Regions from separate parts of the Mus musculus genome. Here regions 1, 2, 3, 4 and 5 are each linked to region 6. Evidence: chromatin contacts called from public ChIA-PET, Hi-C, HiChIP or PLAC-seq, capture Hi-C and promoter capture Hi-C data. All regions are on one chromosome and are shown on one strand. The core of a region is the stretch at or near the end of the contact, and the rest is flanking DNA. Distances in the headings are between cores, read along the strand shown. Region 1 holds the start of Igf2bp1 (insulin-like growth factor 2 mRNA binding protein 1). Region 2 holds the start of Ube2z (ubiquitin-conjugating enzyme E2Z). Region 3 overlaps Slc35b1 (solute carrier family 35, member B1). Region 4 holds the start of Ttll6 (tubulin tyrosine ligase-like family, member 6). Region 5 holds the start of Calcoco2 (calcium binding and coiled-coil domain 2). Region 6 holds the start of Zfp652 (zinc finger protein 652).

What was found. A called contact is a pair of places that touch in the nucleus more often than the background predicts. ChIA-PET counts read pairs in DNA pulled down with a chosen protein or histone mark. HiChIP or PLAC-seq counts read pairs in DNA pulled down with a chosen protein or histone mark. Capture Hi-C pulls out chosen DNA fragments and counts their contacts.
Region 1: a contact with region 6 is called in a promoter capture Hi-C map of liver. The contact joins the promoter of Igf2bp1 here to the promoter of Zfp652 in region 6. A contact is called at or near these places in 1 of 115 datasets of contacts at active chromatin or transcription factors (bone marrow-derived macrophages) and 1 of 9 other capture datasets (liver).
Region 2: a contact with region 6 is called in an RNA polymerase II ChIA-PET map of effector CD8 T cells, with 20 read pairs. The contact joins the promoter of Ube2z here to the promoter of Zfp652 in region 6. A contact is called at or near these places in 1 of 39 promoter capture datasets (3T3-L1-derived adipocytes), 3 of 115 datasets of contacts at active chromatin or transcription factors (bone marrow-derived macrophages, effector CD8 T cells and memory CD8 T cells) and 2 of 9 other capture datasets (embryonic stem cells and liver).
Region 3: a contact with region 6 is called in a Hi-C map of cerebellum, with 2.3 times the contacts expected there. The contact joins the enhancer-like site here to the promoter of Zfp652 in region 6. A contact is called at or near these places in 1 of 39 promoter capture datasets (hippocampal neurons), 3 of 484 Hi-C or Micro-C datasets (cerebellum, nephron progenitors and palatal mesenchyme), 3 of 115 datasets of contacts at active chromatin or transcription factors (effector CD8 T cells, embryonic stem cells and memory CD8 T cells) and 1 of 9 other capture datasets (pancreatic islet).
Region 4: a contact with region 6 is called in a capture Hi-C map of embryonic stem cells, with 2.1 times the contacts expected there. The contact joins the promoter of Ttll6 here to the promoter of Zfp652 in region 6. A contact is called at or near these places in 1 of 39 promoter capture datasets (cranial neural crest) and 1 of 9 other capture datasets (embryonic stem cells).
Region 5: a contact with region 6 is called in an H3K27ac HiChIP or PLAC-seq map of embryonic stem cells, with 5 read pairs. The contact joins the promoter of Calcoco2 here to the promoter of Zfp652 in region 6. A contact is called at or near these places in 1 of 39 promoter capture datasets (cranial neural crest), 1 of 115 datasets of contacts at active chromatin or transcription factors (embryonic stem cells) and 1 of 9 other capture datasets (embryonic stem cells).

What each region holds. Positions count from the first base shown.
Region 1 is chr11:96,004,541-96,008,411 of GRCm38.p6, reverse strand. It overlaps Igf2bp1 (insulin-like growth factor 2 mRNA binding protein 1), which reads left to right and starts at 2,468. Exons shown (of 15, transcript NM_009951.4): 1 at 2,468-2,953. The coding sequence starts at 2,779.
Region 2 is chr11:96,063,517-96,067,508 of GRCm38.p6, reverse strand. It overlaps Ube2z (ubiquitin-conjugating enzyme E2Z), which reads left to right and starts at 2,145. Exons shown (of 7, transcript NM_172300.3): 1 at 2,145-2,557. The coding sequence starts at 2,235.
Region 3 is chr11:95,390,538-95,394,497 of GRCm38.p6, reverse strand. It overlaps Slc35b1 (solute carrier family 35, member B1), which reads right to left. Exons shown (of 9, transcript NM_016752.3): 8 at 3,820-3,960; 9 at 2,722-3,010. The coding sequence ends at 2,958. Among named protein-coding and RNA genes, the nearest start is that of Slc35b1, 7.7 kb to the right of the region's middle. Within about 2 kb of position 2,072, at least 94 of the 459 cell types and tissues checked have an H3K27ac peak or open chromatin away from gene starts, as enhancers often do. A contact at or near this core is called in cerebellum and hippocampal neurons, where this site is marked.
Region 4 is chr11:96,131,776-96,135,810 of GRCm38.p6, reverse strand. It overlaps Ttll6 (tubulin tyrosine ligase-like family, member 6), which reads right to left and starts at 2,025. Exons shown (of 15, transcript NM_172799.4): 1 at 1,850-2,025; 2 at 903-940; 3 at 208-326; 4 at 1-86. The coding sequence starts at 2,025.
Region 5 is chr11:96,110,466-96,114,333 of GRCm38.p6, reverse strand. Calcoco2 (calcium binding and coiled-coil domain 2) reads left to right here and starts at 2,372. Exons shown (of 6, transcript NM_001271018.1): 1 at 2,372-2,397.
Region 6 is chr11:95,747,098-95,750,831 of GRCm38.p6, reverse strand. Zfp652 (zinc finger protein 652) reads right to left here and starts at 1,765. Exons shown (of 5, transcript NM_201609.2): 1 at 685-1,765. The coding sequence starts at 1,581.

The DNA of each region.
Region 1 (3,871 bases), core at 1,219-3,718, 260 kb before region 6:
TTTATGAAGACCCAAAGACTGTAACAGACAGCTTCTAAGACCATCTTTTAGCCCTAACAAAAATCCACACATCACTAAGAAAAGTCCCTCCCTACCGGACTTTTAATTTTCTTGAATTCCTTTTCTCTTAAGTTTGTTTTGCATTCAAAAATATTTTCTGTGAGTGTCTACTATGCGGCAGGCACTGTTTCCAGCTCATTGGCTTAGTTTGTTAAGAACTTCGCTGTGATCAAGAGCTGACAAAACACCAAGTTAGTGGGGGCTGGGGGAATGTCGGGGAGGGCGTGTGGGGACAGAGACACAGACATTTCACATCTTCCTGGACAGAAAACATTTTTTTTTTCCTATTAAGCAACTAATAGCTTGTAATACTTAGATTCCTGTTGCTTCATGGGAAGAAAAATGTCACAAAAACAAAAAACCCGACAAACACGTGGCTGGCTAGAACAAAACGCTGATTCGAGAGTGGGTTCTGAAGGTGGTGGAGGGAGACTCAAAAGCCGAGTTGGAAGCCCTCCCCCGCCCCATTTCTTCCCGGCTCTCCGGGAAAACGAGGAGGGGGACAAAGGTGCTGGGTGTTGTGTTTTAACTCCCGACTTTCCGAATGGTAGGGAATCATCCGGCAGATGGGCGGTGAGCCGAAGTCGGAACTGGCTTATAGACTCTGCAAACGAAAAAAATAACAATAAAAAAATCCAAGCCATTTATATCGGTGCAGTCAACACGTGTTACGGAGGCGGCCCGGGCCGCAGGCGACTGAGACAATGGGATCGGGACGGGGGAAGGGGAGAGTGACCCCCTTCCTCACCTGCCCTCTCAAACGCGTGCCCCGACAACCCTCCTCCCACTTGCAGACTCGAGCGGCTCAAGGACCATCCCTTTTTCTAGGGGTGTTGTCGCCGGCCCCTTCTCCGCGGTGGCCAGGCAGGGGGCTTCTCCAGGGTCTCCGTGCCTCGCTCTCCACCTCCCTCTGGCGTCGATCCAGCCTCAGCCGCTGGAACCTCGGGTGTCCCCCGCGTAGAGCCGGGGATCCCGGTACTGAGTGTGCAACGCGTCCCGCGCTCCGCTGCGCGTCCGGGACTCCCAGCGCGCGGCCCCCTCCCCCACCTCACAGACGGGGTGCGACCGCCCACGTGTCGCCCCTCGCCCAGTCCGGTCTTTCCCTCGGGCTCCCGGAGCCTGAGGATCCGGAACGCGTCGGTCCTAGCGGAGGGAAGGGACCTGGGCGGATCCACTTCCCCCTCCCCACGGGGAGGGGGGAGGGCCGCAGCCCCCTCCCCCGCTGCTCGCTTCCTCAAGCGCGGAGCGGAAATTACCCCCTCCCCGCCCCGGGCTGACCTGGGGACGTGGGCGGGGCCTCTGCACCCCCTCCCCCGGCGGCCTTCCAAAATCCAGCACCCCAAAACTAAGTTCTGAGACCCACAGCCTGCGCATGGACCATCGCTCAGTGCATCGCGGGTAGAGCGGACGCAGGCGGGCGACGCCACCTGTCCGCTCCTTGCGTGGGGAGGGCGAGGGGGACCTCGGAGCTCAACCCGGTCCCTCCCTTCTGAAGCCAACCCCTCCGGTTCGGGGTCGATCGGTGGTGCGACCACCCCTCGTCGTTTTTCCCCCACCCAGTTGATCTTCGAGGATGCTCTCGAGCCGGGTCGTGCAGGCTTTCCCCCAAGGATGCTGGAGTGTTGTCATCCAGCAGCTGGACTGGGTGCAAGCCAGCTTTTCTCCAGTGGGGATCCCGAAACATGATTTCCTGCGGGTCCCTCGTTTTCAGGCGCTGTCTCTCGTGTCCCGTGTCCGCAGCTTCCCGATCCCGCGCTCTCAGGGTCCCCTGAATCAGGACCCGGGAGGCCAGCGAAGTCTAGCGGTGTAGCGGGAAAGACAGTGACCCCCTACTTAGAAACGTAGAGGAAAGGCGTCTTTCCTTTTAAATAACCGGTTCCTGCGACCCCCTCCTGAAGACCCCAGAGTCCTCAGCTTCTCTTTGTCTGTCTCGGCAGTCCCCCGCCTGTCAGTCGCTAGCAGTTTGCCGGGGTGGGGTGGGCAGCCCAGTCTCCACAAAACGAATAAAAAAATTACCGTACATTTTATTCCTAAGAACTGGGGGGATTTGGGTCGCCACCGCCCTCCCCCCGCCACCCCCCCCCCCCGTGCAGGTCGCTGTGGGGGCGGGGCGCCGCTTTAGGGGCCAGGTTCTTGCAAAGGGGGAGGGGGATAGGAGAGCTGGGGGGGGAACTCTGCTTCCACTTTCCTGGTTTACCCGTGGGGTGCGCTGAGTGCCGCCCCCAAGATTGGAGACTGTTGGGTTGGTCCGGGTTGGAGGGCCAAGGGGCCCGGTGGCGTCGGGGGTCTTTCCCTGCAGGGTGGGTGGGGGCTGTCACCACGTGGCTTCGCCTTTTTTTTTTTTCCTGCTCCATTTTTTTTTTTTTTTCAAGTCGATTTTATTTAGAGGCGGCGCCAGGGCGGCCGCGGAGAAACGTGACACACCAGCCCGCTCGCAGGGGTTTCGGACCGAAGGGAAGGAGCCGCGCCGCGTCGTCGTCAGCCTCCCCTGCACTCGGCGGGCACTTCTCCCGGGCTCACCCAAACTCTCCCGTGACCCCCGCGTGCCCTCAGGCCGCCCACCCGCCCGGAGCTCCGGACAACTTCAGGGGTGGGGTGCGTAGAAAGTTTGCGGCTCCCGCCGCCCGTCTCCACGCCTCTCGGCCTAGGAGGCTCTCCGCCCGCGCCCGCCCGGCTCGGCCTTGCCTGGAACCGTGTCCTTGCCCCGCCACCGCCACCATGAACAAGCTTTACATCGGCAACCTCAACGAGAGTGTGACCCCCGCAGACTTGGAGAAAGTATTCGCGGAGCACAAGATCTCCTACAGCGGCCAGTTCTTGGTCAAATCCGGCTACGCCTTCGTGGATTGCCCCGACGAGCACTGGGCGATGAAGGCCATCGAAACTTTCTCGGGTAAGAGCGCGGCCACCTCCCCGGAAAACACACACACACACACACACACACACACACACACGAAATCCCGGAACAACGGGGACCTGCAGCTCCTCTTTTCCTTGCCGGCCAACTCTTCCCGGGTCCGGGAGGGCTCGGCCTCCGTCTTCGGTCCCCAGCCTCGCCCGGCCTCCCTCGACGCCTTCTCCCGGCGCGGAGATATTCGGGATTTCCTCACCCCTTCCCCCAGCCCGAGGCGCTCGTGGCGGCTCCCTACACCCCTCCCCACCGACGGGGCGGGAGCCCCGGTTGGCAACTGGTGGGGGTGGGGGTGGGGGTGTCTCACGAACACTGGGGTTCGGGTATAGGCGTGGTTTCCCCGATTCCCCCCCGCCCCTAGTCAGCCCCCCATGCGCTAGAGCACCCCCAAAGCCCCTGCCCTCCGTCCCGGGCCTTTCCAGGATGGGGGTTCGCGCACCTCAGCTCTTCCCGCTTTAACTAGGGACTAAGCCCTGAGGCAGGACGTGGGAGGAAGGGGCTCCCGCCTCCCGCCCAAGGCCTGGGGCTTGAGCCATTTTGATTTGAAAGTGGGGCGTGAGCCGGGTGGCGCGGCGGCGGTGGCGGTGGCGGCGGCGGGTCGCCATGCTGCTTCCCGAGACGCCGAGGCTGGGCCGAGAGGCGCGCGGCTACCGCGAGGGACCCTCCGCCCCGGGCCGCGCCGCCCCGGGGGCCCTCCGCTAGCCCTGTGGCCCCGACCCGGCCTGGTCGCCTAAGCCCTTCACCGTGGCTCTGCTGGAAAATAAAGTTTTAATTCTCTACTCCCGCCCCACTTCGCGAAACGATCCTGCTTTCGCCTGTCTCCTTCCTTCTACTTCTGGAGCCGCCGAAGCAAGCGCGCTCACACAAACGCTCACACCTTTCCCAAATCTGAGCAGGCTG
Region 2 (3,992 bases), core at 896-3,395, 320 kb before region 6:
TCCCAGCAGTCAGGAAGCAGAGGCAGGCAGATCTGTGAGTTCAAGGCCAGGCTGGTCTACAGAGTGAGTTTCAGGAAAGCCAGAGCTATCTTCCCCCTGTGGCCTTGGCTGTCTTGGAACTAGCTCTGTAGAACAGGCTGGAGCTCAAACTCAGAGAACTGCCAGCCTCTGCCTCCTGATTGCTGGAATTAAAGCCATATGTGTCATCACTGCCCAGCAAAATAATTTTGTTGTTGGTGGTGGTGGTTTTTTGAGACAGGGTTTCTCTGTGTAGCCCTGGCTGTCCTGGAACTCACTTTGTAGACCAGGCTGGCCTCGAACTCAGAAATCTGCCTGCCTCTGCCTCCCGAGTGCTAGAATTAAAGGCGTACGCCACCACGCCCGGTGCAAAATAATTTTTAATAAAGTGTTATTTCATTTTATAAAAAATCAAACCTAAACAAAGATACATCAACAAAACATGGAACCTCTATAAAATAGTATACTAATGAGTTTTATTTCATGTTACAGTCCTAAGATGAACTCTACTAAGCTGAATTCACAAATAATACACAAGCTAGAGCCCTAGGTACATGCATGTGTGTGTGTAGCAAAAAGGACAACATCTGGAACCAGATGCAGCTTTGCCCCCTGCTCTCAGTGTGATCCTATGTGTGTGACTGACCTTCTGTCTGTCTGTTGTCATTCTGTCACAAAAGGCTAATAACAGTCCTTCTATCACAGAGCTGGTGAGAGGAACAAGTAAAATAAAGCAGATAAACAATGTGTAGCCTTAAGCACTCAATTAATGGCAGCTTCAAAACATAATGTATTCACTATTCCCAGACCCCCGCCCCCAGACCATTTGAGAAAACGCACAAATGTCCAGAACGCAGGCTCTTCACTTGTTGGTTTTTGTGTTTTGAGACAGGGTGTCCCTTTGTTGCCCAGATTGCCTTGAACTCAATTTGTGGCCTCAACTATTTATGTACGATAGTTCCCTCATCATTCCTCAACCTCTCTAGTGCTTAGCTTACGAGCTGTGCCACCACAGGAGCCAGGCTTCTTCGGGAGGAAAAGAAGAAGAAAAAAAAAAAAAAACAAGATCCAAAGTGAGGCTCTGGCTGTTTGTTCTAGAATGAATCTTCATAAATGTACTAAAGTTAATATGAATATTTCATTGGGTGTGGTGGCTTATGCCGGTCATCTCAGCACTAAGAAGGCTGAGGTAAGCAGCTACATATTGGAAACCTTGTCTCAAAAACTATTCATACACTTTGCTATAGAGTATCAATGTGTTTGTTTCGGATGTTGTCTCAGACCAGCTGAAAGGGTTGTGTAAATTCTCAGTCATGCGGTACCTCTGGTTTTCCTACAGTTAGCAAACACACACACAGACTCATATTCCTGTCAGTAGAACAAGGTTAAGGTCTTTTCCCCTTAGTCAGAGTTAATTTTCGTATTACAAATCTCAATATAGTTCTAAGAAATTGAGAATTTCAAACCCGTAACTCCAGGATTAGCGGGTAGAAAAGGTACTGAGCTTGGAATCAAGCCTGATGCTTGACTTCTACCAAGCTGTCAACTTCTGTGTCATTATCTCCAGGGCAATGCCTAGCAACAGCTCCTGGCCTTTAGTATGCCCTTCATAAATAAATATCGAATAAACTCAAATGAGGTGGTCTTTTATTCGCACGTTCTGATTCCGTTCTTCCTCTTAGTCCATCCGCAGTCAGGCGACAATAGTAGTCGATGGGGGAGAAGACCAGACATGATACAGCACAGAGCCGTAGGGATGTGAAGGGCCCTAAACTACTCAAGCTCTTCTTTCGATTGCCCTACAGGGAAGGTGGACCTTAGTCCTACCCTAGGATTGAACATCGATGGTCCCTCCCTTTAAAAGAGAAGCTGTGGGTCTCTCCATCTTCTTTGAACTGTCTTCTCCGACATCAACTCTCCCAACATAAAACCTTTAACCATGGAAGGCTACCAGCATCTCCAGCGGGGCGCAGAATCTGCGCTGGCCTGGAGCGCCAGCTAGTCCGCTAGCCCCCGCCCCCCGCTCTGGAGGACCGTGGGTGGACGCTCTGGCAGCACGCCTCTCGCTGGTCCGGGCGGAGGTGGGCGGAGCCAGCGCCACCCGGGCTGGGGAAGCCGAGGGTGGGGACACTCTGGCCCGGCTCTCGGTGGTGCGGGAGCAGCGGCCGCTCTGGTCGGCGGACGTGCTGCTGAGCAGTCCCGGAAGCGAAGCAGCGATGGCGGAGAGTCCGACTGAGGAGGCGGCGACGGCGACGGCTGGCGCCGGGGCGGCGGGCCCAGGGTCGAGTGGTGTTGCCGGTGTGGTCGGCGTTAGCGGGAGCGGCGGCGGGTTCGGGCCGCCTTTTCTGCCGGATGTGTGGGCGGCGGCGGCGGCGGCGGGCGGGGCCGGGGGACCGGGGAGCGGCCTGGCTCCGCTGCCAGGACTCCCGCCCTCGGCCGCTGCCCACGGGGCCGCGCTGCTTAGCCATTGGGACCCCACGCTCAGCTCGGACTGGGACGGCGAGCGAACCGCGCCACAGTGTCTACTTCGGATTAAGCGGTGAGCCGGGGGTTTTTCCTCCCTCACCCCGGAGCTCCAGGGCTCGACCTTCCCCGCCCCCCACCTTTCCCCATCGGGGCTCTCTCCCGCCTCACGTCTTCCAGGCCCAAACCCTGCGGGCCTCTCTACTGACGGGGGCCTTAAGTGTCGCCCTTTCCCTCCCTCCCGCCCTCTCAGCGCCCGGCCCTACAGCCCAAACAGATCCGCGATTGCCCTCGGGCCTACCCCGCCCCTTAGCGACCTCCGGTGAGCCCTGCAGCTCCGTTCCGGATGCCTTATCCCTACCCCCTCCCGTTCACCCGAAACCTGACCCTTTTGCTCTTCTGTAACGCTCGGTCCCGCCCTTCGCACTTCCCCTCTAACCTACCCCACCAGCTTACCTAAAGGCTGCCCTCAGGCCCCACCCATCAGTTCTCCATCTCTTCTGGAGTCCCCGCTTGGAACATCCTCTACCTGCATTGCCCAGTTGCAGACTCGAGTCAGTCTTCCTTTTTACCTTTCCTTACCTCGTTTCCCCACCATATGGCCCTTTCCACGGGTCTAGAGAGCCTCCCTGACTTTCCAGATCATTTCTTGAACCCCCTTTCCAATCACCCCAAAACTGTCCCTCACACCTGTCCCTGAAACTCTGCGTTCCTACCATCTCTCACTATCACTCTGGATTGTAACATCTTAGTCAAGAACTTTTTTCCTATTATTTACCCCCAAGGTTGTCTGGTTTACTTTTGTAAAGCAGATGTACTCCCTTCAAATACAGGAACAAAAGGCCTAGGGCCTGTCTGTGCTTGTGTCTTGGGTGACCGATCTTAGATCGTATCACTTCATAGATAAATATGTTTTGCAAAAGTGCTCACTTAGTATGGTACCAATTGCATGGCAAAAGATAAGACTGTTGAGCTATTAATTTTGAAACTTGTTTCCTGGTGACCAGACTTAGTCTTTTCATCTTAGCCTCTTATCTGGCTATTATCCCAAACATTCCAAGTCCCCTCAGGTGTCTGCCCGGCTACATATTTTCCAAGTTTTTAATAAAAAAAAACTACACCATGCACGTAAAGTACCTGGCACAGTGCCGGACGTAGAACAACTTCACAGTTATTGCCACCCCTAACTTAACTCCTTAGCTGTTTGATTCTCTTAGTCTGGATACAGCTTTGAGTTTGGCCTGGACGAACTTCTTTGTTCGGCTACCCTTCTGTGTCCCCAGACTTCCTCATAATTGACTTCTTCTGAGCCAGTTCTCAACTGATCCATTCTAGTTGATTACTGACCCAGAAGTTTCATTCATCCTAGTTACTAAATGTCATCTTTCAGAGATGAGATTCTGGTTATTTCAGAGGATTCCCTTTTCCTCAAAACAACTATCCTATTAGTTTCCTGGACACACAGGTCATGGTAGACTTGCTCCCGCTGGCTTCATGCTGTCTCCTTACCT
Region 3 (3,960 bases), core at 823-3,322, 360 kb after region 6:
GCTTCCTACTTCAGATGTGGGAGGCTGCTTCTGGCCCCAGCTCTCCCCAGGAGTGTCTTAAGGATGAAATGGCACAGCCTAAAGAGCCCTGGCAAAGCAGGAGAGTTATAAACATGTGAGCTCACTGTTCCTGAAGACAGCTGCTCTGTTGTCAATGGGAAGGACTGAATGATCCCACAGAGACCCGGGGGGCAATTTCTCTGCCAGGGCATCTGGGGGAAATGACCAGTTCTGCTTGTAAACCATACAAACTGTTCCCTGACAAGTGGAACCAGCTATTGAAGGCAACGGGCCTCCCGAGGGGCTGCACATCCCTCCTTTGGCGGGCCGAGGTCCAGGAGACAACCACTGGAAGACACACCAGAAACCTACAGCTGATCACCTTACCTTTCAGCTCGCAGGTTCTCCTATCTCTAAAAAAACACAGACTTTTATTCAACGTTCCTTGCAAGTGTGTTACAGGGGAGCGAGGGTACGAAATCTGTTCCTTCTGCATGATCGACAGCAATACCTAATACCTGCCCTTCTACATCCTTTTAAAAGCAATATAATTTTTTTTATTTCTGTTCAATTCCAGAAGAGCAATCCCTAAGATTACACCCCAAATAGCACTTGTGGGTCACCATTCCTTGTTGTAGGCCAAAGTGGAAAATCAGTTTGTCAGGAGCCTGAGCACAGAGATCCAAACAGAGAAAGGGACCAAAACAGAGTTAAGTACAATGCAGCCCTGGTGAAAACACGGGGCTTAGGGATGTCTGCAGGCTGGGTTCCTCCTTCAGCACATAGCTGAGAATTAACTGCAGGAGGTCCTTTGATCTTTCGAAACCTGAGGCATCAGGTTGCCCAGGGTTAGCAGATCAACATCGCCTGTTTGAACTTGCCTGGTATTTCAGTATCTGGCCTGTTAGAGACAATAGGACTGATTCTGTCAATGCTGGCTTTCCGTTCCCATGCTCCAGCAGGTGAGCATGGCAGGCTGAACGAGCTGGCAGCATAGCTTTTAGGTCTCTTTGAGTAGAATGCTGCCCTGCTTGAAAACCACAGTCCTGCCACATGCTCTCACTGAAGTTAACTGAACACAGCAAACCAGGCAAGAGCTCGGGGCAGCTGAAAGGCACTTCTCCCGCTTGGCAGCAAGGCCAACGCTCATCCGCCCAGACTTTCATCTTCCTACACAATAGTCAAGCCTCACCTTGCCTGGACACCTTCCTGTTTTTTGAGATGTAGTGTTTTGTTTTCCAGCCTGTTATTGGACCGTGAGCCTCCCAGGGGCAAGCACCAGTCTAAGCTACCACTGAAGTGCCTGCATGTTCAAGGAAGGTGGCACCAAAAGGGTCAGATGAGCAGCCAGGAATGCCCAAGAACTGGACTCCCAAGCAGGCAGCTGGAAGGACAAGTTGAGTCCATGAGCCTTTTAATCTCAAGCTGCTGAAAGCAGTCTTGTCTCGGTGACCAGCGTAGGACACTTTCAAGACAGCTAAAGGGCATGGAGAAAGTGGTGGAAAGGGCAAGTTTGGTGGCCGGGAAACTGATTTTTCTTGTTAGAACAGTAGACACAGATGTTGGCCACCTGTGGGGGCCCTGGCCTTGCCAACAGGATCTAACCACCATCTGACCCACAGAAGAACACCCAGGAAGGCTCCGTGAGTGCCAACCACTTTCCGCATGATGAAAAAAAAAACGAAACAAAAACAAAAACCAACAGGGAGAGGGGTAGAGGAAAAAGTCAATTCCACTAAATGGATTTAAAACTCTCCCTAAAAGAAAGGAGTTCAAAAGAAGAGGAGCTTAGAGATGGGACTTTGTGATATCCAGCCCCTAGAAGCTTGAGAAGGGAAGGGTTTAGGAGGCTGTGCAGAGGGTGCAGTCGAGGCAGCACACAGGAAGGAGGCCAGGCTCCCATCTGGAGAGCCAAGGGGGGGTGGGGGCTACAACAGATGGAAAGAAAGTTGCAGCTGGTGGCAATGCACTTTCATGTGTAAAGTTTGGTCCTTGGAGGATTGTGATCCAGCTCTGAAGGCAGCAGTGGGCAGGTGGCTCTGCTCCATGCTCCTCCTTCTCCCCCCAACCCCCTTACCACCCAGAGCACTTGACAGCTGCTCTGAGCCAGGACTCAGCCACCCTGCCTTCCGCCAGCGTCCTTTTCAACAGGCAGAAGCTGGCATGGTGACACCTTGGCACGCTAGAACGGCAGAGAACTGAGATTCTTCTGCCGAAGGGGGTAGGGGAATAGAGGAATGAATCCAGGCTCCCCGGAGGGCCTGGTGGACAGGGGAGGGGGAGGGAGAAGTCGGGGAAAGCATGCTCAGGAGCCTTGGAAACATGTTCATGATTCACGCACAGGTTCTGGGTTAAGTTCTGGCTGAGGGGTGGCAGTGGGGAACAAGACAAAAGCCAGCAGATTCTAAGGCCCTGGGCCCACTTCAACCTCAAGGTGTTCCTTGAGAACACACCTTTCGGGTTTTTTTTTTTTTTTGGCAACTCATTTTGCCTCCGTGCTTTGAAGTGATTTTACATCCCCTGGCTCTCAGGGCCAGCCACCTGTCTCAGCATATTTAGAGCTCGCCTGTGGGAACAGAGGCTGCTGGCTCAATCCTGCCAACTCCCAGAGCTCCCCCTGCTCACACACACTTCTGTGCACTCCAGGGGGGGGAGTCTCACCACCCAGTCTCACCCAGCCCAGCCCAGCCCAGCCCAGCGAGCAGCAGCAGGGTCTCGCACTTCCAGCTTGCCTTTCTTCTCTTTATTTGTGCAAAATCAGAAATTAGCAACACATCTTGTTAAACCCTAAGCACTTTGTTTAGAATATTCCATCTTGCTTCCTTTGATTTTTTTTTTTTTTTTTATAAAAAGATTGGAACCCAATCCCTTATCATGACCCGAGTCCATTTTCCCAAGATGCCACTGTTCGAGATAATAATTTAAGTGTTTCTGGAGTAGAGGAAGCCTCTTTCTTCCTAGTGGGAGGTCTTCTTTGTTCCTTTCCCAAACTTGGCATCAAGACCGAGACCTATGGAAAGGAGAAAAGCTACTTAAATTCCACAGGAGGACGTGAAGCCTGCCAATGGCCTAAGGAAGTCAGCTTAGCTTCCCTAAGGTGTGGCTTTAGATGCAGCCAACTTTGTTTTGTTTTTGTTTGTTTTGAGACAAGGTCTCGCTACATAGATTTAGCTTCCTGGAACTCACTCTGTAAATAGAGACCTTTCTGTCTGCTTCTGCTTCCCAAGTTTTGGGATTAAAGGTGGGCATCACTGTGCCCAGTTTTGGGCATAACACACTTTGGATGACTAGTTGTATATAGCTTCCTCAAAGACAAGAGAATGCCAACAAATGACAAGTCACCAAGACACTGGGAACACACACAGACACACACACATATACATAGACACACATATACAGACACATAGACACATACAAACACACACACACACAGACACATATACATACATACACACACACACACACACACACACACACACACACACACCAACACCAAAAGAAAAATCAGAATCAAAATTCGCCAGCTGTTTATAGCTTGCCTATAAACACAGACAGACAGACAGACACACAGACACAGACACACAGACACAGACACACACACGTTAGCAGGGGAGTAAATACCATACTTTGTCCCACTCAGGATCCTGAATGCCCATGACATTAAAGGGCATCACTAAGATGGAATGCACAGGAGGGAGGCCGCATCACAAAGAATGCTTCCTTTTCTCCTTTAGGAAAGTTTCCTCTAAAATAACAAGGTAAGTCTCTGCTGCTTTCCCTCTGTGGCCCCTACAGGCATTTGCTCTGGGTAGAACTCACCCAGGAAAACCAGCACGGTGCCCACCCACTGCATGGAGCTGATGGGGTTGGCAAAGAGGATCACAGAAGCCAAGATGGTGAAGAACTTCCGGGTTGTGGTGATGATGGAGCAGGTCAGGGGACCGAAGTACACGACTGTCA
Region 4 (4,035 bases), core at 776-3,275, 380 kb before region 6:
GGAAACAGCTTTAGCATGCGGCTCATATTCCGGGCCAGCAAGTCCTTGCGGCAGATCTCACTCATCCCAGGAAAATGATTGATTTTCTGCAAAGGGAGACGGAATTCATAAGCGATTCCGGCTGAGATTCAAAGCAGGGCTAGGGGAGCCAGCGAGACAAACGGGGCTGCCACTGGCCAGATGCCACAGGTCCAGGGAGGGACGTACCTGGTAGCTCTTCATTTCCATCACTCGCTCCAGTGACACTGAGTAGTCGGTCCAATAGAGAGTCCAGTCATCATTGTCACCCGCCTCTCGAAGGCCATATTGCTGGGCGGCCCTGCGCACTGTGAAGGAGTTGAAGAAAAAAAAAAGTCTGGCAAGGGACAGAAGCAGGAAAGAGCTCTGTGCTGGGAGGTCCCTTTCTCACATATTGAAATTAGAGAGCTGGCTCCTTGGGACTGGAATGTCTTTGTAGATGGAGCAAAGAGTGTGGGGAATAGTGTTATTGAAGGGTACATCTGAGGCTACATGGGGTGAGTGTTAGACTCACCCTGGCTTCCCTTTCCCAGGAAAGAGTCCTCTAGCTTGTCTCCAAACATTAAACCCTGGATGCAAACTAATCCTTAACCATAACCAGGCTTAATCAGTGAGATAAACTAGTACAGAGGCAGGTGGGGGTCTGGGGGTGGGCAGCATTTGACATAGTTGAGTCTTGAGCTAGCCTGAGCTACACAGTGAAGCCCTGTCAACAAACATGTACGTAAATACGCAAGACTATGGGCTGTGCACAATGCCCCTGTGATTTTCAGGAGACTTCCAAGCATTCTGAGACCCTGTTTATCACCCTCGGGCATGCCCAGGACTGGCCCCTTCCCCACCCTTCAGTCTCCATCACAGACCCCTTGAACAGAGATACTTACCGCTGTCATACCGGCAGTTAGATAGATTGATCACCAATCATCTGGAAAAGAGAAAAGGGCAGACAGCAAGACACAGACAGATACCCAGGCCAGAACACAGGGCTGGGGCCAGACACATGTGTCCCAGTGGCCACACCAAGCCATGCACCTCACAGTTCCGTTACTCCATGTGTTACAATTGCCTTTGCTTGCGATTTTGTGTTAACACCATTGCCTCAACCCCCTTTTTAATTTTGTCAGTGATGGGACTTGAACCCAGGGCCTCCTGCCTGAAAGTGAGGCACTAGACACTAGGCTACACTCCCAGTGGTCCCTGTACTTTTACACCATCAGCCCATTGGGGACAGAAATTTTATTTTATTTATTTATTTTGGGGTTTGTTTGCTTGTTTGAGAAATTTTAAAAGGCACATATTTTTTACTAAAATATTGTCTCCCCCTTTCCACTAAGGGAAGCCATTTAGAAGATAGACAATACTCTCTTACAAGGCAAAGCAGAGTATTAACCCAGAAACGGAATGCGCAAGCTGCAGCTGCCAGCCGCCGGGGCTGGCAAGTCACTGTGGTCCTGTTACACTGCAAGTATGTGAAATTCCCAGGACACACGGGAGCTTGCGCTTAGGAAGGGAAATTTTTTCCTTGCTCCTTCAGCAAGGAGCTCCCTCTCCACCCAGTCTTTAAAAGGCATTGCAAACACAAATAGAAGGAAAAGTACAAGGTGTGATTCGAGGTTATGCACACTATTATGGGATGCCATAAAACAGAACACTGAAATTGGTGTGAGCCAGAGGAGACAAGCCCTGTGTCCCCTTTTCCTCTCATCAGCCAAGACCTTCTTCCCTTGGGCCCTTCCTGCTCTTATCAACACCGACACCACACACACACACACACACACACACACACACACACACACACACGCCCCGAAACTCCTCGTTTTTCAATACTAACCTTTTTTTCTTCCTCTTTTTCTTACCATGCTGCTGTGCGTTCTGGAGCCTCTTTTGTGTGTTCTCTCTCACAAAAGCCAGGGTGACAAATTCTTTTAGCTCCTCCAGATCTTCTGTGGAACTCTCCTCCCTCTCTTCAGCCCCTTCCTCACTTTCCGAAGTCAGGCACTGTAGCATCTTCCTAGCCCTGGAGGAGGCTCTGGGGAAACATCAGTCCTCCCTGGAGAGAAGGCAGAGCGATCAGCAGTTGTGTGGGTCCACCTGAAGGGGGCGCTCCTCCCTTGCTCATGTCCGTTCCCAAACAACTGGTTGTAGTTTATAAAAAATGCTCCCCGCTCCAAATGCGCGCTTGGTGCACGCTCAGGGAGAGAGCTAGTTCCACCTTTGGCAAAGACTCTGACCTTGGGGACTCACCTAGCCAACCCTAGCTTTGGTTTTGGCCATCTGGGGTTTTCTGAAAGAGGCCGAGCTGCTGCTATGCGCTGTACCACCTGGTAAACAATCTTATTATTAAAGTCAGAGTGCGCCTGGAGACAGCCTCAGAACTCAGCTTCAAGCCTTTCTATCTGAGGGACTGAGTCCCGAGGGGGCAGTGGAGGTGGGCTGAGTTCTGTTAACCCTTACAGTGCTGCATTCGACTTCCCACAAGGCAAGATGCAGGCACGAATAAGATGCACAGGCGGCTGTGAATCAACAGATGTCCGTTCCCAACAATACTGAGAATGGAACTAAGAGCTTCTGGAAAACTAGTACTCTTAACTGCTGAGATCTCTCTCTCTCTCTCTCTCTCATTCTCTCTCTCTCTCTCTCTCTCTCTCTCTTTCTCTCTCTCTCTCTCTCTGTCACACCACACACACACACACACACACACACACACACACACACACAGCGTTCTGCCTTCACAGTTCTTTAGGAGTACAGTCTCTGCCTCTGCCTCTGCCTCTCTGCCTCTGCCTCTTCCTCTCTGCCTCTGCCTCTCTGCCTCTGCCTCTGCCTCTGCCTCTGCCTCTCTGCCTCTCTGCCTCTGCCTCTGCCCCATCTGCCTCTGCCTCTCTGCCTCTGCCTCTGCCTCTGCCTCTGCCTCTGCCTCTGCCTCAGCCTCTGCCTCTGCCTCTGCCTAACCCAGATTTTCCTGGCCCCGTTCAGATCACAGCCCTCACACCAAGGCTCATATGGCCATAAGGCCCATTTCACAAGGCTCCCACCTCCTCCCTTCTCCTCCCCACCAACCTCCACGCCTTTAATGCCCACACTCCAGCCTCTCTCTCCTTTAGTGCCCACAGGCCTCTCTCCTTTAGTGCCCACATGCCAGCCTCTCTCTCTCCTTTAGTGTCCACAGGCCTTTTGCCATCTACTTGCCTGCCCTGCTCATACACATCCTTTGGATCAAAGCTTTTAAAAATGAATATCTTTATCTTTCAGTTTATTGCTGAAATCATGTTAAATAAAGGAGGCCTTAAAGCTGGGAGGGCAGACATCACCTGTGGCTCACCTACTCTACCAAAGCATCTTTGCCTTGGCTGTGAATTCTTAAATTCTAATTGTAATTATTCTGACATCATTTTAACCATCTTGGCACCTTCTTTCTGCCCACATAATATATCATAAAGGCGCGTTTGCATGTCCCTAGGTATATTTTTGTTCTCTCTGTCTGTGTGTGTGTGTGTGTGTGTGTGTGTGTGTTAGCGGACAACAAACCTGTGGGGGTTGGTTCCCCTATTATGTGGGTTCTGGGATCAACCTCAGGTAGGTAGTCAGGCTTGTTGTGAAACACACTTACCTACTGAGCCACATCAATGGCCAGCTGGTTCCTGGTTTTTAATGGCTAGGAAACATTCCATAGAACCAACCCTTGCCTTATTGCTGGTCATATAAGTTGCTTCCATTTCTAATAGTCTCTAAACATCCTAAAACATATTTTCAAGCTGGGGATGGGGGGGTGAGGGGACGGGGACGGGGGATGGGGGAATGGGGATTGTAGCTAGAATCTGGCTAGTGGGGAGGCTGAGGCAGGAGTTCCTTGAGCCTAGTAAGAGTCCGTCTCCTAAAGAAGAAAAACAAAGCCGGGCAGTGGTGGCACACGCCTTTAATCCCAACACTCGGAGGCAGAGGCAGGCGGATTTCTGAGTTCGAGGCCAGCCTGGTCTACAGAGTAAGTTCCAGGACAGCCAGGGCTACACAGAGAAA
Region 5 (3,868 bases), core at 1,123-3,622, 360 kb before region 6:
TAGCAAGTCAATTCTGCAAGGCTAAAATATCTTATCTGATCTAGGCAGTTTCTAAAGCAACCATTATCTAAACAAAACCAGTCATTATTCAGCTTCTACTTATTCAAAGAATGTCCAGTGACTGCAGTTATGTGCTAAGAGACTGAAAATTCCTAAGGAAAGCAAGCCCTAGAATCTCAGATAACAATCACTGGTTATTTGCAAGCCAATTACCTCAAGGTTATGTTGCCTTCACTCAGGAGTAAAAGCCAGGTGCAATGGCTCTTCAAAAATTCTACTACAGTATAGACCAGGCTACCTCAAACTTTCAAAGATCCTTCTGCCTCTGCCTCCCTAGTGCCAAAATTATAGGCATGTATGATCCTGATTGGCAAGTCTTCCTTGCCTTTTTGGGGGGGAGGGGGCAGGTTTCCTGGCTGTCCTGGAATTCACTCTGTAGACCAGCCTGGCCTCGAACTCACAGAGATCCATCTGCCTCTGCCTCCTGAGTGCTGGGATCAAAGGTGTGTGCCACCACTGCCACTACCACCCGGCTCAGCTATTTTCTCAATCTTAATAGATTTGACATCCTTTTGCCTAGGTTTGTGCAGAAAGACCTTAATTTTCTCAAATCTTATTTTCAAAAATTAAAATTTGTTCATTGTTAATAGAGTGTGTGCCTGTGAGTTCATGATAATAGGTGAAGGGTTGGTAGCGCTGTGCCCATGCAGATCAGCAGGCTGCTTTGCCCTGTTGGTTTTCTTTCTCTGCCTTTCCTTGGACTTTGGGATAGAATTTGGGTCCCTGGGATTGTGCAACAAGTGATTCTCTGATGGAACCATTTTACCAATCTGATATTCTCAGACATTGGAAGAGGCACTCAGAGAGTCTGCAGGAGGGTACCCAAGATGTTCCTAGAAGGCAGAATTAGAATGTTTCTTTCCCTGTCTTAAATCTAAAAGTACTTCAGAAGCATGAATGTTCTGGTTATGTGATACAGAGCATTTCTTCCAGATTCAAACGCTCGGAACGCCTTTGAGAAGGGAAGGGACTTTTCGGAACTTAATCTTCCATAGGCAACGTGCATTTGGTATCCTCTGGGTAATTTTTGTTTGTTTTGCTTTGTTTTGAGACAGGGTTTCTCTGTACATGGCATGCGCCACCATTGCCCAGCTCCTATGGGTAATTACAAAAAAAAATAAAGGTAGCAGCCATGGTGGTGTTTCACATCTGTAATCCTTGCACCTGAAAGCCTGAGGCAGGAGGACTGCCTTGAGTTCAAAGTCATGCTTGTGATAAGAATCACACAATTCAGGCAGTGGTGGCACAGGCCTTTAATCCCAGCACTTGGGAGGCAGAGGCAGGCAGATTTCTGAGTTCGAGACCAGCTTGGTCTACAGAGTGAGTTCCAGGACAGCCAGGGCTACACAGAGAAACCCTGTCTTAAAACAAAACAAAACAAAAACATGAAAAGAAAAAGAAAGATTGAAGGGGAGGGAGACTCTGCTCATTCTGTGTCTACAGTAAAGAGACTTTTAATGAAGAAGTCACATGCCTTTTCCTTCAGGACCTGAGGATACCAGAAAGCTCTAGAGCACAAGGGCAACTTTCTCTCCATAAATTCAAAGCTGGCCCCTCATACATATAAAATGGGGATTAAAAAAAAAAAAAAAAGACTTTCTGAGTCAAGTCACAGAAGACCCAAAAAGGAGTTTAACAGATTTTCTTTCAGGACAGGAGTGAGCATTATTTTTTTAATAGACAAGGTCTCAGATAGTCCAGGCTGACTTCAAACTTGGTTGGCGACCAAATCTAACCCTGAACTGCTGACCTTGTGTTCCTGTGCTTAAAAACTGGAATTAGAGGTATCTACTACCAAGTGTGTGTGTGTGTATCAGACTAAAATGCCAGAGTCTGATCTGCAGCTATAGGACTATTAGTGACCAAAGTGTTTTGGTTTTTGGTTTTTTTGGGTTTTTTTTTTTTTTTTTTTTCTTTTTGGTTTTTTGAGACAGGGTTTCTCTGTGTAGCCCTGGCTGTCCTGGAACTCACGCTGTAGACCAGGCTGTCCTCGAACTCAGAAATCCGCCTGCCTCTGCCTCTGCCTCCAGAGTGGTAGGATTAAAAGCATGTGCCACCTCCGCTCAGCCCTAGATGAACTCTCAATGCCCTTTCAAGGATATGAGCTTTGAGCAAATTAAAATATAAACACAAACAAGAACAACAACAAAAAACCAGTTTGCCATCGGGGTGATAAAAAAGGCAAATCCAGCTCTTCAAAAAAGGCACTAAATGTCCCAGCTGTCCCGCGGCAAGGGCGGGGTTTGTGACTCAGTGGGCCGGGCCTGCCCATCCCTTCAGTCCTTAAACTCGCCCACCCGCCTTTCCCAGCGCTAGTGCTGCTGGCTGCTGTTCCTGGTGAGTACCTTAAGGGGTGCAATTGAGCCCTTGGATCCCGGAATTCAGACCTTGAGACAGGGTCTACAGGCAGGGCAGGGTGTGGGGGCTTCGGCATCACCCTAGGCCGTCTTGGAGTGCTCCGATTACCCACAGTGGGTTTGGGAGGGCGTGGGACCCCTTTCGAGTCCTGAGAAATTCTGGCTGGTTTTTCCAGAGACCAGACCTGTTGGGTTCGTCTCTGACAGGAGTCAGGGTCCTGCAGCAGTGGCCCTATGTATGGGTTCGCGGTGGTACCCAGACCCATCACCCCAGTGTGCTGAGGTTCCAAACCTAGCCTTGCTGTGTCACCCACCATGGCCTTCCAGGGCTCTGGCCACTTGTGTCCTGTAACTGTAGGTTGCTCTAGGCAGCCCAAGTGGAAAAGTTGTCAGTGCCTCAGGTGACCATGGATGGAGCTTAGAAGAATAATTTTGAGATGTTATATTATAACTTAACAGACTTTTTCTTATTTTTTTTTAAACTTTGGGGAGGACCCGTCTGTTTTTGTTGTTGTTTGTTGTTGTTGTTGTTGTTTTTAAGATTTATTATATCTAAGTACACTGTAGCTGTCTTCAGGTGCACCAGAAGAGGGCATCAGATCTTATTAGAGATGGTTGTGAGCCACCATGTGGTTGCTGGGATTTGAACTCAGGACCTTTGAAAGAACAGTTAGTGCTCTTAACCATTGAGCCATCTATCCAGCCCCAAGATGTATTTATTTATTAAGTGCACGGTATTCTGCTTGCATTTATGCCTGCAAGCCAGGAGAGGGCACTAGTCCTCAGTACAGATGGTTGTGAGCCACCCTGTGGTTGCTGGGAATTGAACTCATGACCTCTGGAAGAGCAGACAGTGCTCAACCTCTGAGCCCTTTTTCTTATTTTTTGCAAAAGAAAAAACTCATATAACAAAGGACTTCATTTACCAGGCGGTTGTTAGTTCATGCCTTTAATCTCAGCACTTGGTAGCACTTGAGAGGCAGAGGCAGAGGCAGGTGGATCTCTGTAAATTGTAGACAAAGGTCAGTTTGTCTACCTCAGGGAGTTCCAGGACATCCAGGGCTACACATTTTATACACTAGGTCTTTTCTTTTTGAAATTGTTATATTATGTGCATTGGCGTTTTGCTTGTATGCATGTATGTCTGTGAGGGTGTCATGTCCTCAAACTGGATAGATAGTTGTAAGCTGCCTTGCAGTTGCTGGAAATTAAACCTAGATCCTCTGGAAGACCTCTTAACCATTGAGCCAACTCTCCAGCCCTGTAACTATCAGGTCTTTGTAGCTTACTTATCATGCAAGATTAGGGATGCCTAGACCAAGTGCTTTACTGGGTACTGTCAGGAGCTCTGAGTGTTTGGAACTTACTTTTTTTTTTTTCTCCAAAAACTTAGAACTGTAGTTTGCCCATTTACCCTGAGTGAGAAGTAGACCTGGCTGTTGCTGCCTTGC
Region 6 (3,734 bases), core at 516-3,015:
AAATTCAACACCTCTTAACCTGTCACAGTACAATCTTTCCAAGACACCAGAGTGGTTTGAATAGCACGCTTTGTTACATCAGCAGCACTGTACAGCAACATTATTATGTAACCCTACTGCCAGGTAAGCAACATTTTCAAACAGCTCAGCCTCTGTTTAAGGTTTGCATATTCCCACGGGCTTGCCTCTTGACACATTTAGTGTTGCCATCTCTCCACGGGTGTAAGGAGATCTTCCATTTCCACAGGTCTGAGTCATGGTCTCTGTCCCCATCAGCTGCACTAGACTCTGACATCCTTCTAATTGGAAAGGACCTTTCTCTACTCCTGGCCCTCACTCGGCAAACCTCCCACCGTGACAGAAGATGCCAGAATGAATTATCTCACAGGTCCCACAACAGAGACTCTCAGTGCAAAGTCGGCGCTGACTTTACATCCCAGTCAGTCATCTATAACCAATCCCCCTTCCAGTGCACCTGGTTCTCACTAATCCATCGTCAGTTAAGTGTAATGCTTTTGAAAGACAGGATTAAGCCTTGGTTTTGAAAAGACCCAAGCAGCAGAGTCTAAAGTGATAATTGGTGAAATCTGTCCCTTCAGCCTCTATCCTCTTGGGCAGACACCAGATGACTCTGAACAGCCAGGTCCTAGCCTGGAAACTTTGCCCTCCGCTGGTGAGACCTACCTGAATGTTTTTTTCACAGTCTGTTTGCTGGTGAAGGGACAGCTCACTTTCCAGGACAAACTTCTTGCCACATTTATCACAGATCTGCATGCGCCTGTGAGTAACGTTCATGTGCTTCTCCAGGTACCAGCGAGTATTAAACACCCTGGGGCACTTCTCACAGGTCAGAGTCTCTTTCTCTTCACACTTAGCTTTCTGAACTGGCGCTTTAGCCTCCTTGGTGGCCCGCTTCTTCCTCTTGGGTAGCTCTGCACTTTTCCTACGGCCTCGAGTTGTGCGGGGTGCAGGGGAAGTGGTAGCTGCGGCAGCAGAGGCCGCTCTCCGGGTTCGCCTCTGTGTAACCCTGACTCTCTCCACTTGCTTCTCCTTTTTCTTCTGCCGTCCGTTCTCTCCGTAGTCACTGCTGTTATCTGTGGCCTCCTCCTCAGTCTCTTCCTCGTCTTCCTCACTGCTTGTCTTAAGGACAGGCGTCTCTTTGGACTGGGAAGAGACACCCTTTTCCCCTTTAGAGACATTTAATGTTTGGTTATTAAGGTTTACCTCCACTATGATCTGCTCCCTTTTGTAAGAGACTTCCTCCTCCTCTTCCGTGTCATCAGAATTCTCCCGGTCTTCCTTGACAGTATGCACATCAGACACTGCCCTTGGCTCCCTGAAATATGGCTGCTCCTCCGTCTCGTGGAGATGTGGTTTGCTCATCTTGGTGTCTGCTAGCACAGAGTAAGGGCTTCCAGACTCCCTTTTATACACTTTGGTGGACAGGTCGAGCTCCTGGCTGGCACCATGGTAGAAGGTGGGTGGCGCCTGACTTCGATGGCTCTCTTCCTGGGCCATTCCTTCTGCATGCACTGCACAGGGTTCAACCAGCTCCGGACAAGGACTGGCTGTGTAGCTCATTAGGAAGTGGCCCAGTTCAGACGACACAGAACACCTTGAAAACAGGGCAATTAAGACTCAAATCTTTCTCCCTCCACGGAGAACTAACTACTCAAGAAGTGAGAATAAGAAACTCCTGCAGCCTGCATGCAGTTCTTCCTGTGTCACAGCACCACCGCCACCTTAAGTCAAAAAGGGCTGTTCTTACGGCAGGCGCAGAGCACTCCTCGTCTTCTTTCGAAGAGAACTGCAGGGGACTTGGAGCATCTTGTCTATAAAGAGAAAAAAAAATGAGGGAAAAAATTATATCACCATATTCTTCTTAGGCCATGGAATTCCTCACAACACACAAAATTTAAAATCATTACATTCCATACACTTTGATTCATTATTCTCCTCAAATGGTTTGAAATGGATATTATTTTACAGGCTTGTATGAGTCCCCAATTTCAGTTAGAATGTAAATTCTATCATACCAAGAGCCATATCTGTCAAATTCACCAAACTATCTTTAAAGCAGACAGCATGTGTTTGATGAAGAAATACCTACTACCACATGATGTCTGCCACACTGGATGCTGCAGGGTCTGCTGGTATCAGTCTCATGATACAAAAGGCCATGAAACACTCAAGGGAGTCATACTGGCAGTTTCCTTCAGCATCAGCCACCACATCTACCAGAGTGAGAACCCACACACAAGGGCAGCCACATGGGCACTGCAGGCCACAGAACTAGAGCAGCTAACTGGCACAACCACACAAGGAAACCGACCTGGCCTTTAATAATTATAAATGAACCGTCACCATAACTTGCCTCAGCTATGGGAGCACCGCTGAGGCGGTTGACACTTGGTGCACAGCCATGCTACAACTGGGTGACTTTTCATGTGTCAGTTGCAGAGAAGTCAAAATTCTGAGAATCAGTCACCACCAGGTCGGCACGGTTCTAAGAAAACTAAAACCATCCATGAAAAAACAATGACGGGCATACAATCTGCTTGCAGCATGCTTATACTGCTATTTTGCCAGCTACCCTGCAGCTGAGTCATACAAATGACAATGGAGGACCTGTATAGTCGAGTTGACAAAAGGAAGGAAAACAGTATTTACTGAATGTCTGTCATGTGATGGGCACCAGAGACATTTTTATTATTCAGCATCTACTTAGTACCTACTGCAAAACTTTGGGGCTAATTTTTAATTAATTAAAATAAGCAAAGCTTAACTTTCCCCCTTCTTCCTCCTGAGATGAGGGTCTCACTATGTAGCCGGGCTGTCCTGGAACTTGTTGTACAGACGAGGCCACCTGGTCTCACAGAGTTCTGCCTACCTCTGCCCCCCGAGGCCTGGGATGAATGATATGGCTTTTTCTTAATATATTGGTTCTACTCGGCTGAAGTGAGTGAAATCTTGCTACGAAATAACCTTAGTAAGAAACTGTTCAGTACACTTGACGCTGAACTGCTATGTAACTTTAACAGGTAACAGGAGTCACTCAGACCCTGCTGAGCTGCTCTACATAAAGCGAATACACTGTTAGGGAAGAGAACATGTAACCAACGAGGCTCATAAAGAGACCAATAAATACGGTTACTTCTAACCTGACTCTGGTACTGTCGATCCTAAACTGTAGCAACAATAGTCCACTAATAATAGTCCACTTAAATTGTCCATTAATGCAAAAAGTGGGAGCCAAGCAGCAAACTACACAACTGTAAGGTCTGGCCAATTCTCTAGTTTATAAATAATCAGAGGATTTGCATTTATACAAAGCACTTGGTCACATCCTTGTTAAACAGGTAAGTGTTTCCCATCTGCTAGATACTATACTAGTTGTAGTAATCGACCTGTATGAGGACAGAGTTGCTCTCAGGTACTATCTAAGGACTTGCTAGCACAAATAGTCTCCACACAAGAACAAAATCAAATATGTATTCCTCACCACAAGCCAGCTGAAGCACCTAAGGTTCATCAAACAACCCCTTGGGCCAAAGAAGCAGCTACATCCTAAGTAAGCTACTCTGCCAGGATGCCAGCAGCATTCAAAGCACTCGCCATTACCCACAAACGTCATCTAAATGTAGAAATAAGTGTTAATTAAAAGGAACTCTTTATCTTTACGGTAAGAAGCATTGTGTGTGTGTCACTGAGATAGTTTTCTATTAAAATCCAAC